Linked DNA regions of Zea mays: region 2 is linked to region 1. The links are chromatin contacts, called in public Hi-C maps. All regions are on one chromosome and are shown on one strand. The core of a region is the stretch at or near the end of the contact, and the rest is flanking DNA. Distances in the headings are between cores, read along the strand shown. Region 1 holds the start of LOC100279120. Region 2 holds the start of LOC100193289.

Region 1 (7,290 bases), core at 2,612-5,111:
AAAAGCATTTGAAACAGGGGAAGAAAATTTCAAATCTTCAAAATGCTTCTCAAAATCCTATTCACTTACCTTTGACTATTTGCAAAAGGACTTTGAAAAGAATTTACAAAAGAATTTACAAAAACAAAACACGTGGTGCAAGCGTGGTCCAAAATGATAAAGAAACAATCCATGCATATCTTGTAAGAATTTATATTGGCTAAATTCTAAGTAACCTTTGCACTTACATTATGCAAACTAGTTCAATTATGCACCTCTATATTTGCTTTGGTTTGTGTTGGCATCAATCACCAAAAAGGGGGAGATTGAAAGGGAATTAGGCTTACACCTTTTTCCTAATTGATTTTGGTGGTTGAATTGCCCAACACAAATAATTGGACTAACTAGTTTGCTCTAGTCTATAAGTTCTACAGGTGCCAAAGGTTCACAATAAGCCAATAAAAAGACCAAGAAAGGGGTCAAACAAAGAGAGCAAAAGACAACCCAAAGGCACCCTGGTCTGGCGCACCGGACTGTCCGGTGTGCCACCAGACAGTGTCCGGTGCACTAGGGTACTCGACACTGAACTCGCTACCTTCGGGAAATTTCAAGGGCGCTCCGCTATAATTCACCGGACTGTCTGGTGAGTCACCGGACAGTGTCCGGTGCACAGCGGACAGTGTCCGGTGCACACCGGACAGTGTCCGGTGCACACCGGACAGTGTCCGGTGTGCCAACGGAGCAACGGCTACTTCGCGCGCAACGGTCGTCTGCAACCGCATTCAATGCGCTACAGTGCGCGCCAGAGTCAGAACACGCGCAGTTGGCGCACCGGACAGTCTACAGGACCTGTCCGGTGCACCACCGGACAGCCCAGAGGCACCACAAGTCAGAGCTCCAACGGTCGAACCCCAACGGTCTGCTGACGTGGCTGGCGCGCCGGACAATGTCTGGTGGCGCACCGGACTGTCCGATGCGCCATGCGACAGCACACTTCCAACGACCATTTTTGGTGGTTGGGGCTATAAATACCCCAACCACCCCACACTCAATGGCATCCAAGTTTCTACACTTCTACACCTTACAAGAGCTATAGCATTCAATATAAGACACACCAAAGAGATCAAATCCTCTCCCAACTCCACACAAAGCTTTAGTGATTAGAGAGAGAGAGATTTGTTGTGTTCATTTGAGCTCTTGCGCTTGGATTGCTTCTTTTCTTTCTCATTCTTCTTGTGACAAACTCAATTGTAACCGAGGCAAGAGACACCAATTGTGTGGTGGTCCTTGCGGGGACTTTGTGTCCCGTTTGATTGAGAAGAGAAGCTCACTCGGTCTAAGTGACCGTTTGAGAGAGGGAAAGGGTTCAAAGGGACCTGGTCTTTGTGACCACCTCAACGGGGAGTAGGTTCGCAAGAACCGAACCTCGGTAAAACAAATCATCGTGTCTCGCTCTTTATTTGCTCACGATTTGTTTTGCGCTCTCTCTCTCGGACTCGTTTATATTTCTAACGCTAACCCGACTTGTAGTTGTGCTTAAGTTTATAAATTTCAGATTCGCCCTATTCACCCCCCTCTAGGCGACTTTCAATATGGTCATTTTTGTTTAATTAGAACATGGAGCGCCAATCTGAGAAAATAGTGCAACCACAACGATTATGATGGCTCTGGTATTGGCTAATTATTTAGGGAAGCTACTGTGTGAGAACCTTAACCGAAGGGGCAAGCGAGGAGTTGCTCAAGTATAGGGAGGTTCTCGGGCTGATCTGCTCTGTGGTAGCTTTTCAGACGAGGAATCCTTATACCACCTCTACCTGAAACGGTAGCGAGTTTTCTCATGTTAGTAGAATTTGTAAATGTCTTGTAGCGTCCCTATGCGATCATACCTTGAAAGTGTGGTATTGTGCCTAATCAACACAACATGGTTGGGTGCAAAGTTCTTTGAACTTTTACGCGACTTGTGGGTTCTTTACGTGCAACCTCTGCAGAGCATAAAACTGATATATCAATCGTGCTCACGATCACGAGGGACTCAAGCCTCTCACATGATTAAATTATAGAATTAAATTAAATTGGACATGCATTTTATTGTTGGTATTGCATTTGGTGTTCATTTATTTAATTGGATTGGTATAAACTTATATTTAGAGCATCTCCAACAATGCCTCAAATTGGTGACTTAACTTAAAATATGGGGCTCTACACATAAAAACTACTCCAAGAGTGCTTCATTTCATAAAATTTGGTCAAAAAGTTATAGGGCGTCCTCTCAAGTACATCAAATATACTACACCGTAGTGTGCTGCCCTATAACCTATATTTGATGCTTTACTGTTGGAGCGGGATATTTGTTGGTGCTCTAAATTCTATAAAATACACTCAGTTTTAAATTATAGGGCATTTTATATGACACGTTGTTGGAGATGCTCTTAGTAATTGCTAATAAAATTTTAGCCACCAAAATTAAAAGCTAAATACTCACCCTCAGCTATATCATTGATAAGCCTTACACTATGTTTTTTTCTTACATACTTGTTCATACGAGTAGTTATATACACCTATGCATATATCGCATTGTTTTTCGTATTAAATTAAAATCGAAAATGACTAAATTTCTAACCACCACTGCGACGACGGAAGGCGATGGTCTGAAAGGGTTACTAAACGACACCGTCTTTGCGCAAACTGACGCAGCCATATGGCACCGTTTTGGAGTTTGCAGAACCAGAATGCCGGTCTCTGTGAGACTGTGACCCGAGCAGGTTTGTCAACCGATCTGAAGGGACTGGTCACGCGGCCTACTCCATCGACGCCATGTTTGCCACGTCGGTGCTCATGCGGTCCCACCGGCCACCTGGACCTGGGGAGCGGCGGCCACTGTTCGTCACTGTCCCTGATGGAGAAGACGGCATGGAAAAGGCTTGCTAACCGATCCAGATTCGATCGTGTTGCAGGCCATGCCAGTGCCAGTGCCAGTGCCATCGGGAGTGCGCTGGCAGTGGTCCTCTCGGGTATGTTTGTGACTCTGTTTTTTGCCAGCTCGACCCATTTAACTCGTCTAGGCTGGACTTAGCATGTCCCGACTACTATAACTAATTTTATTTGCGCACTTATATCATATGAGTCTGGCTCTTGTCACTCAGTATCTAACCGGGCTAGAAGACTAAAACTATCTAAACGCGGAATCCTTGCGCCATGAATAGTCAGGCTCCCAAGAAACGGACCTTGATCTCGTTTCTATGGAGACAGGTTGAGAGACTAAACTTGCACGCAGACAGCCAGGCTCCCGAGTAAGCCAGACGACGCAAACACGGGAGCTGCAGCCCGGGAGCGCAGCCAGGCTGCTGGGCCATGAGGACAAACACACCCCTAGTCGCTGCCCGCTCTATGAGTTGCAGGATTACGAATGAAATCCTGTTTCCTGACAGCGCTTCCAATATAAGCAAAGTGTCATCCTGGCGAACGAGACCAACACTTGTGTACGTCCAACTAGGGCTTCAAATTAAGAACAAGATATATTTAAGAGATGAAAAAAAATAGAAGTGGGTCAGGGAGAAATGATATTCGGTGGTGGTGGTGGTGGTGTGGGCCCTGAGCACCCCCGCTGTGCATCTGTCGATAGCAGGACGGACGTGCATCTCAGGGCCCATCCCGCACCCGCCCGGCCCAAACCGTCGTGCGGTGCGCGGTCCACTACCCAACGACGCGGAAACCCCCCTCAAAAGTCAAAAACTACCCAGCCCGCACTGCAGTACTGCACGCGCGCAAGCAAAAGAGCCACACCGCCAACGCTCGTCCGCCCACCCACCCACCGTATTACCTCGATACGTTACGAGGTGGCGCCAAAAACGACTGCGGACTGCAGTACGGCGCGGCGTCTCGTGATTGATGGGTGTAACGTACCAGCGGCTGCTCTCGCAGGGGAGCCAGAGCCAGCGTCCGCGGGGCGGCGGCGTGCGGGCGCGGGCGTGGGTGCTGCTGCGGTGGGCGGCCGTGCGGCTGAGCTGCGCGGCGAGGCGGCGGTACTGGTGCGGCGGCGCAGGCCGCGCGCGGAAGCTGGCGTGGGCGGGGCTCTGCGGAAGAGGCGGCACGGCGGCGGAAAGGAAGGGCGGCAGCGGCAGGAGGAGTGCCACGGCGGGCGGCGGGGCCGGGGCCGGAGCCGGAGCCGGGGTGCTGGGGTACGACTCCGCCAGCTACGCGCGCAACTTCGATGACGGTGCGTGGAAGGCCGAGGAGGGCGTGTCCTGGGCCGGCCCCGGCGGCGCGTTCTTCCCCGGCGCCAACATCGGCGGCGCGGCCGTGGACACCGCCCGCCTGTGATGCCGTTCCCAGCTCCGTCCGTCCGCTAGGTAACTGGTAACTGTTGCTGCGCTGGAAATGGATGGATCGTGGTCGTGGATGCGTCACTCGGGATTTGCTTTCTTTTCTTTTTTTTTCTTGTTCATCTGGATTGTTGGCATTTACTTTCTTCGGTCGACAATGAAAGTATTCAGGCCGTGCTTGTTCGGGTGCAAAAAACAAAAAAACCTTGCTGCCATGCGAATGGAAACTGCCTTGAGTATCTCCGCACCTAGATGTATATACAGTATACGGTATACATATGTACGTATTTATGTGTATACGGCTAGCAAGCTGTCCAAAACACAACGCACAATAATCCAGATCAGACTGGAGAAGAGTGGATGGGGCGATGGGCACATCACATGGACCGCGCGCGTGGGCGGCACGTCTGGCTGAGCACGCACCGGCACGGGACAAACAACGGCCCGCCGGCCCCTCTCCTCGGTATTCCGCGTCAGGCGCCGACACGCCGTGCCGCCCCGCTTGCAGACATCATGGCAAGCAATGCGACATGCGAGACTGGAGCTCGCTTGTTCGTCTTGCCATCGTCTCTTTTCTTTGGGTTTTCTACCCGCTACGCGTGTATTGGTCTTGGTCGGAATCGGAATACAGCTGCTCCAGCTCTTCTTCAGTCCCCCAAGCAGTGATGAGCTGAGGAGCCAGGAGTTTGTCAGTTTCGCGCCTACCAACCGGTCCAGCCTCCGCGTCCAAGATCTCTCCCCCTCTCCCATCCACTAGTGTCTCCCACAGCCCGTTCGATCCCCCGGCCGGGTCGGTGGTCGCCAAAGTCGAGGAGCAATGGCGACCGACGCGATCCTGGAGACGATCAAGCCGCGGGGGAGCGAGGAGCAGCTGCCGGTGACCACGGCAGGGACCGGGATCGAGCTGCGGCGGCGCATCTCCTCCTTCTCGGCGCGCGTGAGGCCGTCGTCCTCCGTGGCGGCGTTCCGGCGCGCGCGGTCGATGCCCTCCGTCAAGGCGCTGGCGGCGGCGGGCGCGCTGCGGCGGTGGTGGGAGTGGGGGCTCGGGTGGGTCACGGCACCGTTCGCGACCCGCGCGCTGGAGCTCGGCGGCGGCGACGACGACGACGACGACGACGACGAGGCGCGGCCGCTAGGCCTGGGCGGGTGCCGGTGCGCCGGCGGGTGGCGGCACACCCTCTTCAGGCTCCGCGCCGGGGCGCGCCGCCTGCTGGGGCGCGACGGCCGCCCGCTCAAGGCCCCCGCGCCGCAGGACTTCGGGTACGACTCCGTCAGCTACAAGCAGAACTTCGACGACGGCGAGGCGTGACGCCGAGCCGGCATCGATCGAGGAGGTGGGGGCCATGGCGCTGTCGCTTCGCTTGCCGCCCGTACGTGATCCAGCTCCCGCAATAAAGCTACTGACGATTTTGATTTTGTGGTGATGTATATGGCATCTATCTATCTATGTAAGTATGGCGATTGTGTGCATGATATGACATCGGTCGGTCTCGGAAGGAAGATGATCGATCGATCGTTGCCGCGAGTTGGAGACCCGGACCATGAATGGTCGGTCCGTGAACGGGCATGTAACTTGTGTTCTTCTTTCGTTGTTTCGGGTCATCGTCATTGTCGCCGCTTTGCGTCAGTCTTGCTCCTGGAATGAACACGCCGTGGATCCCTTCGGGTCCTGGACGGACAGGCAAATGTATTTGATTTCTGAAGCACGGACGCAGACGAGAAAACCAGAACAGAGCAGAGCAGAGCAGAGCAGAGAGGATTCTTCTTCCTCCTCTCATCCGTCCTCCCGTTCAGGTTCAGCCGTTCAGGTCTGCTTCGGCTTCAGCGTCCCTTTCTCTGCAGCGCCGGGAGCGCGACATGGCAGCTACAGGGCTACAGCTACCACTGCCCCCGCCTCGGTCCGGCACTCCGGCCGGATCGATCCTGCCCCGTGGGCCGTGGGCCGAGAAACTAGAGACTAGAGAGAGCAACCGGACGCCCGACCGAGTGCAAGGTGGCAGTGTGGCACTCGATGCGACCTGGCTGATGTGGGCCACGCATGTGGAGTGGAGGGGCTCGAGCTGAGGACACGGGCCACAATTGACAATCCAATCCAGTATAGGCCGTTTTTCTTCCGCGTTGACGACCATCGCCGACGCCCAGTTGTGGGCCGACTACTGTAGTTCATCTCAGGAAAACAAACTATTTTTTCTCCGAGTAAAGGTTAGTTTAAAAACTTAAATCCATCCGATATTCTCGAGGATTGAGGAGAAAGTTGAACTAATTTTTTCTCAATCTCCAAAAAATCTCAGAGGGCGTTTAAGGCTATCCGCACTCGCGGAACCCTAAATTTCTACTCTAAAAGGAATATTTCATCCTGATCAGCGAGATTCTCTACTCTATCCTATAATACTCCGCGTTCATATTGACCTTAAATATCTACCCTATACCAACTACCCCATATTCTATCATTTTTTCCCACACTTTTTTATTATTTATTTTTACCTCTCTCCTTTGCGCAGACGCCTACTGCTGCTGCCGTATAGCGTGGAAGCCTGCTGCTGCAGTAGGAGAGAAGGAACTCCAGATTTGGCGTTTCAGTTGTCCTACTCGAAGATAGCGTAACATATCGAGTTGCCGCTGCAGCCCATTTCGCAACTGGAACCGTATAGCGTATGCCTTGGCGTTCTCGACTGCGGCTAGCCTAAGTTTTCAAACTACCCTAAAAATATAAGTGCTAGTGAGAAATGCACCTAGACAGTTTAGTAAGAATATTTCTTATAGATTCTAGCAAATCATGGTTAAATAACATATATGTAATTTATCAAAATCGCAATAGAGGAAGAGTCGGAGGAGAAAATATATATCGATTTAAACTACAAGATCTTGCCACAAAGGTTCAAAAGAGAGATTTATTTGTTACCATAAGGTCAACTTGAAAAAGGTGAGGCCCTTCACCATAAAATAACACAATGACATAGAGAAAAGTACAGACACTCTCAACCACAAC
Region 2 (7,290 bases), core at 2,484-4,983, 390 kb before region 1:
AAGCATATTCTAGAAACAATTAGACTAAATTCCAGTTACACTCAGAAACACCACAATGCAGATTGTCAGGTGAAGTCAAGGGTAAGGCATACTTTGTCCAGCATGAGACTCCCCTCCTGGCATAGCTCCAAATCCGCCATCCAAGTTCTTACAGCTAACAACGAAATCCACAGCTTTTTGCACATCAATCTTATGCAGACGGTGCAGTAATGATAAGGTACATAAGGCAATATACGAGAACCTACATACAGAAATAAAAAACAACAAACTCAAGACTTTGAACTAATAGCTCACATGGGTTGTTATGCTGGGAAGTCCAAAGTGGCAACATATAAAAGGTTTTTACCTAGTGTCAACTTCACCCCAAATATCGCCAGAAAATGATCCATCCTTGTTTTGCAGTCCGGCGACATCTGGCGTGATTTAGATAAGGAAGAGGAACTGGATTCCAAGTTCAGTGAGCTTAACAACAAAACCAAAGTTGCAGAACTGGCTTTGCTCACCAGGAGATTGGTAAATATCAATTTTACATACACCAACAGCACAAACCCAATTCAAAATCTGGGAAAAAAGGATACAATCAGCAACCTTGTCGACGTCAAGGACATCGAGCCGATCGAAAAGGCAGAGGACCTGCACGGCGCTAAGCGTGTAGAGGACATGCGGGTCATGCCCAACGTTCCCTCCAAATCCACCTGCGCATCCACATACAACCCAGGGAGATCACACATGTGAATCAATACCATATTATTACTTCGCAATCCAATCACCCAGGGAAAGGCAGATCTGAGGATTGGGCAAGGGGGAGGTACCAGATTCGGGGTGGTAGCAGGACATGATCCAGTCGACGACCTCGGCGGCATCTACGGCATGGAGCTTGTGGAGGAGGTCGAGCGTGGTGAGGCCCCAGTAGGCGCCGTTGAGGCGGATGTGCTCCATCACCAGCGACTCAAAGGAGTCCTTCTTCTGCGCCGGCACAAGAGGGGGTGTTGGAAGCTGGAGAGGTGTCAAGGGAACGCGGGGCGGGAAGGGCAGGGTGGTCTCGCTCTTTACCTTCTCCACCGTGACGATGTAGCGGACGTGCTGGTCCGCAGCAAGCTCCACCTCATCCGCCATGACTGCCTTCTGCTCCGCTCGTGCTCCTGTTTCCTGAGTCGAGTCCTCCCCTGAACTGAACCCCTCCACGATGGCTGAAGAATTTCGTGGCGGGGGCTATTTCAAAATATCTGGAGTTTGAATATTAATCACGTCCCAAAATCAAGGGGGTATGTGCAAACAGTAGTATCGACTATCGAGAGTAAAACTGTCAACCGTCCAAATTGGTTGGGTGGGATAGACAAGCTTAACAATTTTTCGCTTCCACAATTGATTACAAAACAAAATTGGAAATGAAAACAAGATATTCCATAATATGAAAAAAATAAATACAGACGGTAAGTTAAAACTCCTTTCTAAAGCAAATGACAGGGGCTCTGTTTCAATTAAGCTAGGATGGGAAGAGACAAACAACCCAAAAACAAGGGAGAGGTAGTGGCCAGCTTCTACCCTACAAGGCTAAGATTGTAGGACACTTTTGCTTGCAGTGCCCCTTTGCCCATACCGTCTGGAACCTGGTTAGCACCGCAAATAGTTGCCGGTGGGAGAAAACACCCGCGGGGTCCCAAAAGACAAGAGGCACAATTGTAATGGTATGGTCATCTGTATCATGTGTAATATTTGGAATTGGGAATAACATAACCGAAGCATCTTTGATAGTATGTCCCAAACAACGCAACAGGTAGCTCTAAACGTAAAGGAAGACATTTCTTGGTGCAAAAAGGCTTTTAATAATCCGCTGCCTGTAATTTTTGTTTTCTTGGCTTAGTGTATCTTTGTGTTCAGGGAAGGTTACTCAGCCTTTGGGAGCTTTTCATGTTTTAGTGTTGTAAAGTTAAATTTAGTAGATTATTCCAACGGACTATATAAATTCACACTTTCAATGACGAGTGAAGTAGGCTATCCAATAATAGAGAGCGAATGTATAGGGATGGAGAGTTACTAAATTTGGAGAGCCATTTACAAGTCTATTGGAGACGTTTTTCTTCTAATAATAATCAAATTTAACTTTACAAAACGATCTGGTTGAGTAACCCCCCTGAAGACAAGGATACACTAAGCCAAGAAAAACAAAAATTACAGGCAGTGAATTATTAAAAACCTTTTTGCACCAAGAAATGCCTTCCTTTATGTTTAGAGCTACCTGCTACGCTGTTTAGGACATACTATCAAAGATGCTTCGGTTATGTTATTCCCAATTCCAAATATTACATGACCATACCAATACAAATGTGCCTCTTGTCTTTTGGGATCCTATGGGTGTTTTCTCCCACCAGCAACTAATTGTGGTGCTAACCAGGTTCTAGACCGCATGGGCAAAGGGGCACTGCAAGCAAAGGTGTCCTACAGTCTTGAGGGCCCAAATACAATACTTAGCACACATACATCATGGGTTGGCCAACCGACAACGCCAAATTATCTGCGCTTAGGGTTTTATGTTGCACTAAAATCAAAGTGAAGAGCTTGTATTCGTTTTCTGCATATGTTTGCCAAATTAAGTTTGGTTTGTGCCTAGTGTAGGAGGAGCCTTGAATTGCGCCTTGTATGCCAACCAAGTGGAACACTGCTCATCAGTTGTCCATCTCTAGGTGATGGAATCTCACACTCTAGGCTGCAGATGCACATCTTACAACCGAATTCACAAAGCAACAAATTCTTCAATTTTAAGTGTGGCCAGCTAAGATTACAATATGACTTAATATGCCTTCACATCCTAATATGACGGCATATTACGAGCCTTATTAAAGAGCCTCATGAGTTTTTTGAGGCCCTTTCAGGAGGGATCTCCAGATACTTGATTTAACAGTTGCCATAAAATTTAATGTTCAAACATTACTTCTACACGTCCCTAATTTCATAAAAACGATATGAGCATACGGGAAATAGATCATCACAAAAAACAAAAAAGGAAACACATCATTTTGTTTTCATGTTTTTTATTGTGATTATGAAAATGGACGGGACAAGTGTAGCGTAGAGAACATGACGGAACGGGATTTGCCATTTCATGGCACGGTATTCCATATGCAAAAAATGTCCAAGCAATACTAATAAGCAAAGTATAGTGCCACTGTCTCTTAATCTCAAGAGTGGATCTGGCCGCTGTGTGCTCACCTTGCTTGTTGTTTCAACCTTCAAGCTCGAGCTGGGACTGGAACGGACAGAGGGGGCTGAGGGGGAGGTCCGGAGTCGGAAGTCCTGACTGTCGGGGGCTGACCGTCGCCGGTCGCCGCCGCCACCGGGCACGGCGCTGGGCGCGCAGCCGCGCAGGAGCGCAAGACCGAGGAGGCGAGTCTGCCGGGGGAGGACCGATCACCAAGGGGGGCTGGGGAGGCCGCGCCCCCGCCGTAACGCGACGCGCCTCCAGGGACCAGGGCTCTCTGCTCCCGGCTGATGCCCACGCGGGGGAGGTGTCGAGGCAGCGACCGTCGAGGCGGCGAGCTGGAGAAGCGCGGTCGAGCTCGGGTGAGGGAGGCGGCGGCGCGGCCACGTGCGGCGATCAGCGGCAGGACCGTAGAAGTTGTGCCTGTGCGCGATGCGGGGCTGCGGCGCCGGGCGCAGAGCTGGACTGCTACAAAGCGAACGACGCTGGCCGGTGGCTGGCGGCAGCCTCAGAGATGGAAGCATAAGATCGGTGGTGACGACCTAGGATTTAGGATTTACTGTTCTGTGATCTAGTGGGCCGGGCTAAGGTATGGCGCGGGTTCCGGCCCTCCATCGCTAGGTACACGCGACATGCGTACACGCGACATGCTTTCGTCTCAAATTAAAATTCGTTTTACCTTTCTACCGCATTCATACATTAATTAATAACTAGTTATGTGCTCGTGTGTTTCAACGGCACACAATCACAAAAACAAGAAGGTAGATTTTTTCAAAAATTACAAAAAGCATATGATCTTTCAACATAACATACAAAATCGAGATGGAAATCAGAAAACAATGTAAGCCTCAACTACAGAAGAAGCATCAGAGAATAAAGGACAATAATTAGTAACACTATATAAAGCAGTTAACAACACATGATTGTCAAGCAAGCGTATGAGCACAGCTAGCACTTTTCTAGTACACATTTGAGCATAGGTTCTCCTAGCTGTGGATAAAAAGGATGATGATCAACGAAAGAACAACCTTAACCAATTGAAGGATTTAGTAGAGAGAAGTAGGTCAATGTGTCGACCTAAAGTAGAACTCTATCTGCTTGAATAGCTTGACATGTTCCTCTTCTACGTTAGGTTCAGGCGCCTGAAAGTAAGGATAAGCGGTCAACGAACCTGAGCAAGTCCGCCAGAAGCTATAAAATTGAAGTTCATATAAACTTCCCTCTCGGCAAGGTGATAAATGATAAGCCAATAACCAAACACTATACTCTACCGCCAGAGGACGAGAAAGCACACACAGAAATAACTTGACACTTCAATGTTTCTATAAATTTCAGTAATCTAAAAATGCAAACACCATAGAAATAATCATGTCTTCCAAACTCAGTTTTTTTCCCTATAATACACAGGTGTCAAATCATGATTAAGAATCAAAACTATACTCATATTTAGTAAATAACACAAAATAGGTTGCTTATGAAACACTAAAATTAAAAGAAGACAATGCATATTAGTGGAATGTGATATTTAGAACTAACACGCAATAATTGATGTAACATAGGTTGCTCATTTATATACAAAATACAAGAAGTTGAGTGTTGTAACAACTATATATTCTTCACAGGCATCTTTCAGTTATTTGCTAATGTTCAAATCAACAACAATATGTTTTTTGTCAAACATGTACAAAAGAACCTAAACATAGGTGTTGCTACTTTGACAAACAATAAGGCAAACTGTGTACATATACAACAGGCATGATGTATCCAGAAACATGTGAAATGCTTAGGGCTAGAAGAAGATTACCGTGTGACTTTTTACTACACAGGGGCAGCTGGCTCAGGCGTGTTGAGCTAGCTTCTTCACTGTCGAGGCCATGTTCTCGCCCTGGTGCTCAGCAAGGGCAAGTTTGGTCTCACTGGGTTGTTTGATGCCATCGCCAACAAAGACGCCAACGCCACCAGAATATGCATTTCATTCTCAGTACCAGTTTTTGGTCCTGCGTCAAGAGGAACCAGAGGAAACTGTAGCAGCAGAGAAAAAAATTACCGATCTTTCATTGGAATTATTTCATGGTTTTACAAATTTTTGGGCTTACAAACAAAGAATATTAAACAAATAAATTTTAGACAAGCAGCCATCAAGCATGTATTTTATCAATGAAAAATCCATAGTAGCTGAAGGAAATATGTGTTGTCATCTTGACATATCTAATTAAATTGATTCTATAAACATTTTGGTATATCCAAAAGTTGAATTTCATTCTCATAGCTATGGTGAGAGGCTGAGTGCATGCAAAATAATGACACAATGGTTGTGCTTGCTAACAGAAAATATGAAAACAAATGTGAATTTCCATCCTAATCTAATTCGAAAACATATATAGGAAAGATGAGGTCAAGAAGTCTTGCGTGGAAGCAACCAGTATCTCACCATTCTTAGGAGTACATAAATTATTCTGAACCTGAAAAGCAATAAAAATAAAAAATATCAGATATCAAAGTTGTGCTAAGGTGCTAGTACATAAAAGTAAATTTGATCAACTTAAGAAAGAAGGAAAGCAAATGCTACCCCTATGAGTATAAGCGCTTCAGTGCGAGCTTCCTCCGTCCGAGGGACATGCAAATTCATTTCATCTCCATCAAAATCAACATTGTAAGGGTTTAGGGTTTATTGTAAAAGCTCTTCTTCTGACGCTTCACCTGGGACCAAAGCACAATCGAGTAACAAAACCATATCAGTTGGAATGGGGTTTTGAGTAGAGAAGGCGGCAGCAGCGCAAAGTTGCACACCTGCATGGTGGCACACTGGACGCACCGAAGGGCAATAAAGTTTAAAACCTAGGCTAACTGTTTGTGCTTGTTGGCATTAAGAAACAACAAGATTACTCTACAGGTTTTGTAGCATGATAACAAGTTCCCATCTGACTACACATAGGCCAGTGGAAACAGGGCCTCACACAGTCACACACACATGAACAATCAGCAACATTGTATCTCCTACCAGGCTACCACATACCAGGTTCCCAGATGTGACTTAGAATTGAGTTGTTACTATGAGAATTGAGTTGTTTTTATTACAATAAATAAAATCCATGTGCCACAAAAAACTCTAAATATTACCGTTTTCTACACAGACAACAATCCAAACTCAATTCATTGGTGCCCATAAGGCGCTCCTTCCTGATGACGCTAGGAAGGGGCAACACCTTAAATCTTACAAGTACATGATATGACTGAAAGTATTTGTTTAATTCAGATTTTATCCCAAAATACAAAATGGAAGGACAGATGCACATCGTTGCTAGAATGCTAAAAATATCGGTTTAAAGGATCTGTAAAAGATATTTTTTAATTTTCTCCCAGTTTGGTCTAAGTTCTGGTCATGAACACCATCTACGACATGTTTGCATGTACCAATAAAACATATCATCATTCATGATCTCAAAAACAAAGTATTGAGATCTAAGTATTTCAATTTCTCCAAGGGTATAAAATCTCCTACAGAGATCAATTGAACACAACCCAGTCCAACAATTAGCATAATAAATATAAAAAGACAGCCCACCAGAACAAATTCCTAAATGAGCTCATTGTGCAGTATGAATTTGGCAACAAAGATAGCAGATGATCTAGAGAAATATCCTACTGCATAAATGAAAGAAGATATAAATGTAAACACATTGTACAAGACAACATTATAAATTTGTGTCCCGTACAAGAAACCAAGGCAAGACCAACACAAACAACAAAACACCTGATTAATTATCCAACATCCTAAACCATGAAGATCAGTCAATCCATGTGTGTACCTCATGACTTCAAATACTACCAGTACCACGAAAAGAGTAGTCTGAATAACAACATAAAGGTGATTCATGTCCTGCTGAAGGATACTGAAAGCATCTAGGCCCCTGGTTGGTTTTAGTGATTAATGACAACGTAATGTTATATGTGACTAACATGTGTTTTGCAGAAACAAATGGTAAGTTAGGTCGCATTACAGGTAGAAGTACTACAACAGTGAAAACAATCCCGGCAATGAGAACTCGAAGTGATGGCTAAAGCGACGAAACAAAAAGTGAAGGTCTATA

The links. Hi-C and Micro-C count contacts between places; a contact is called where the count stands out from the background.
Region 2: a Hi-C map of ear shows a contact between it and region 1, with 5 times the contacts expected there. The contact joins the promoter of LOC100193289 here to the promoter of LOC100279120 in region 1. A contact is called at or near these places in 2 of 25 Hi-C or Micro-C datasets (ear and endosperm).

What each region holds. Positions count from the first base shown.
Region 1 is chr1:193,152,675-193,159,964 of Zm-B73-REFERENCE-NAM-5.0, reverse strand. It overlaps LOC100279120, which reads left to right and starts at 3,861. Exons shown (of 1, transcript NM_001152161.1): 1 at 3,861-4,497. The coding sequence starts at 3,868. The coding sequence ends at 4,299. LOC103642122 reads left to right here and starts at 4,530. Exons shown (of 1, transcript XM_008665438.4): 1 at 4,530-5,928. The coding sequence starts at 5,119. The coding sequence ends at 5,610.
Region 2 is chr1:193,541,533-193,548,822 of Zm-B73-REFERENCE-NAM-5.0, reverse strand. LOC100193289 reads right to left here and starts at 3,733. Exons shown (of 10, transcript NM_001138431.2): 1 at 3,211-3,733; 2 at 1,054-1,212; 3 at 813-966; 4 at 579-695; 5 at 347-413; 6 at 93-154. The coding sequence starts at 1,116.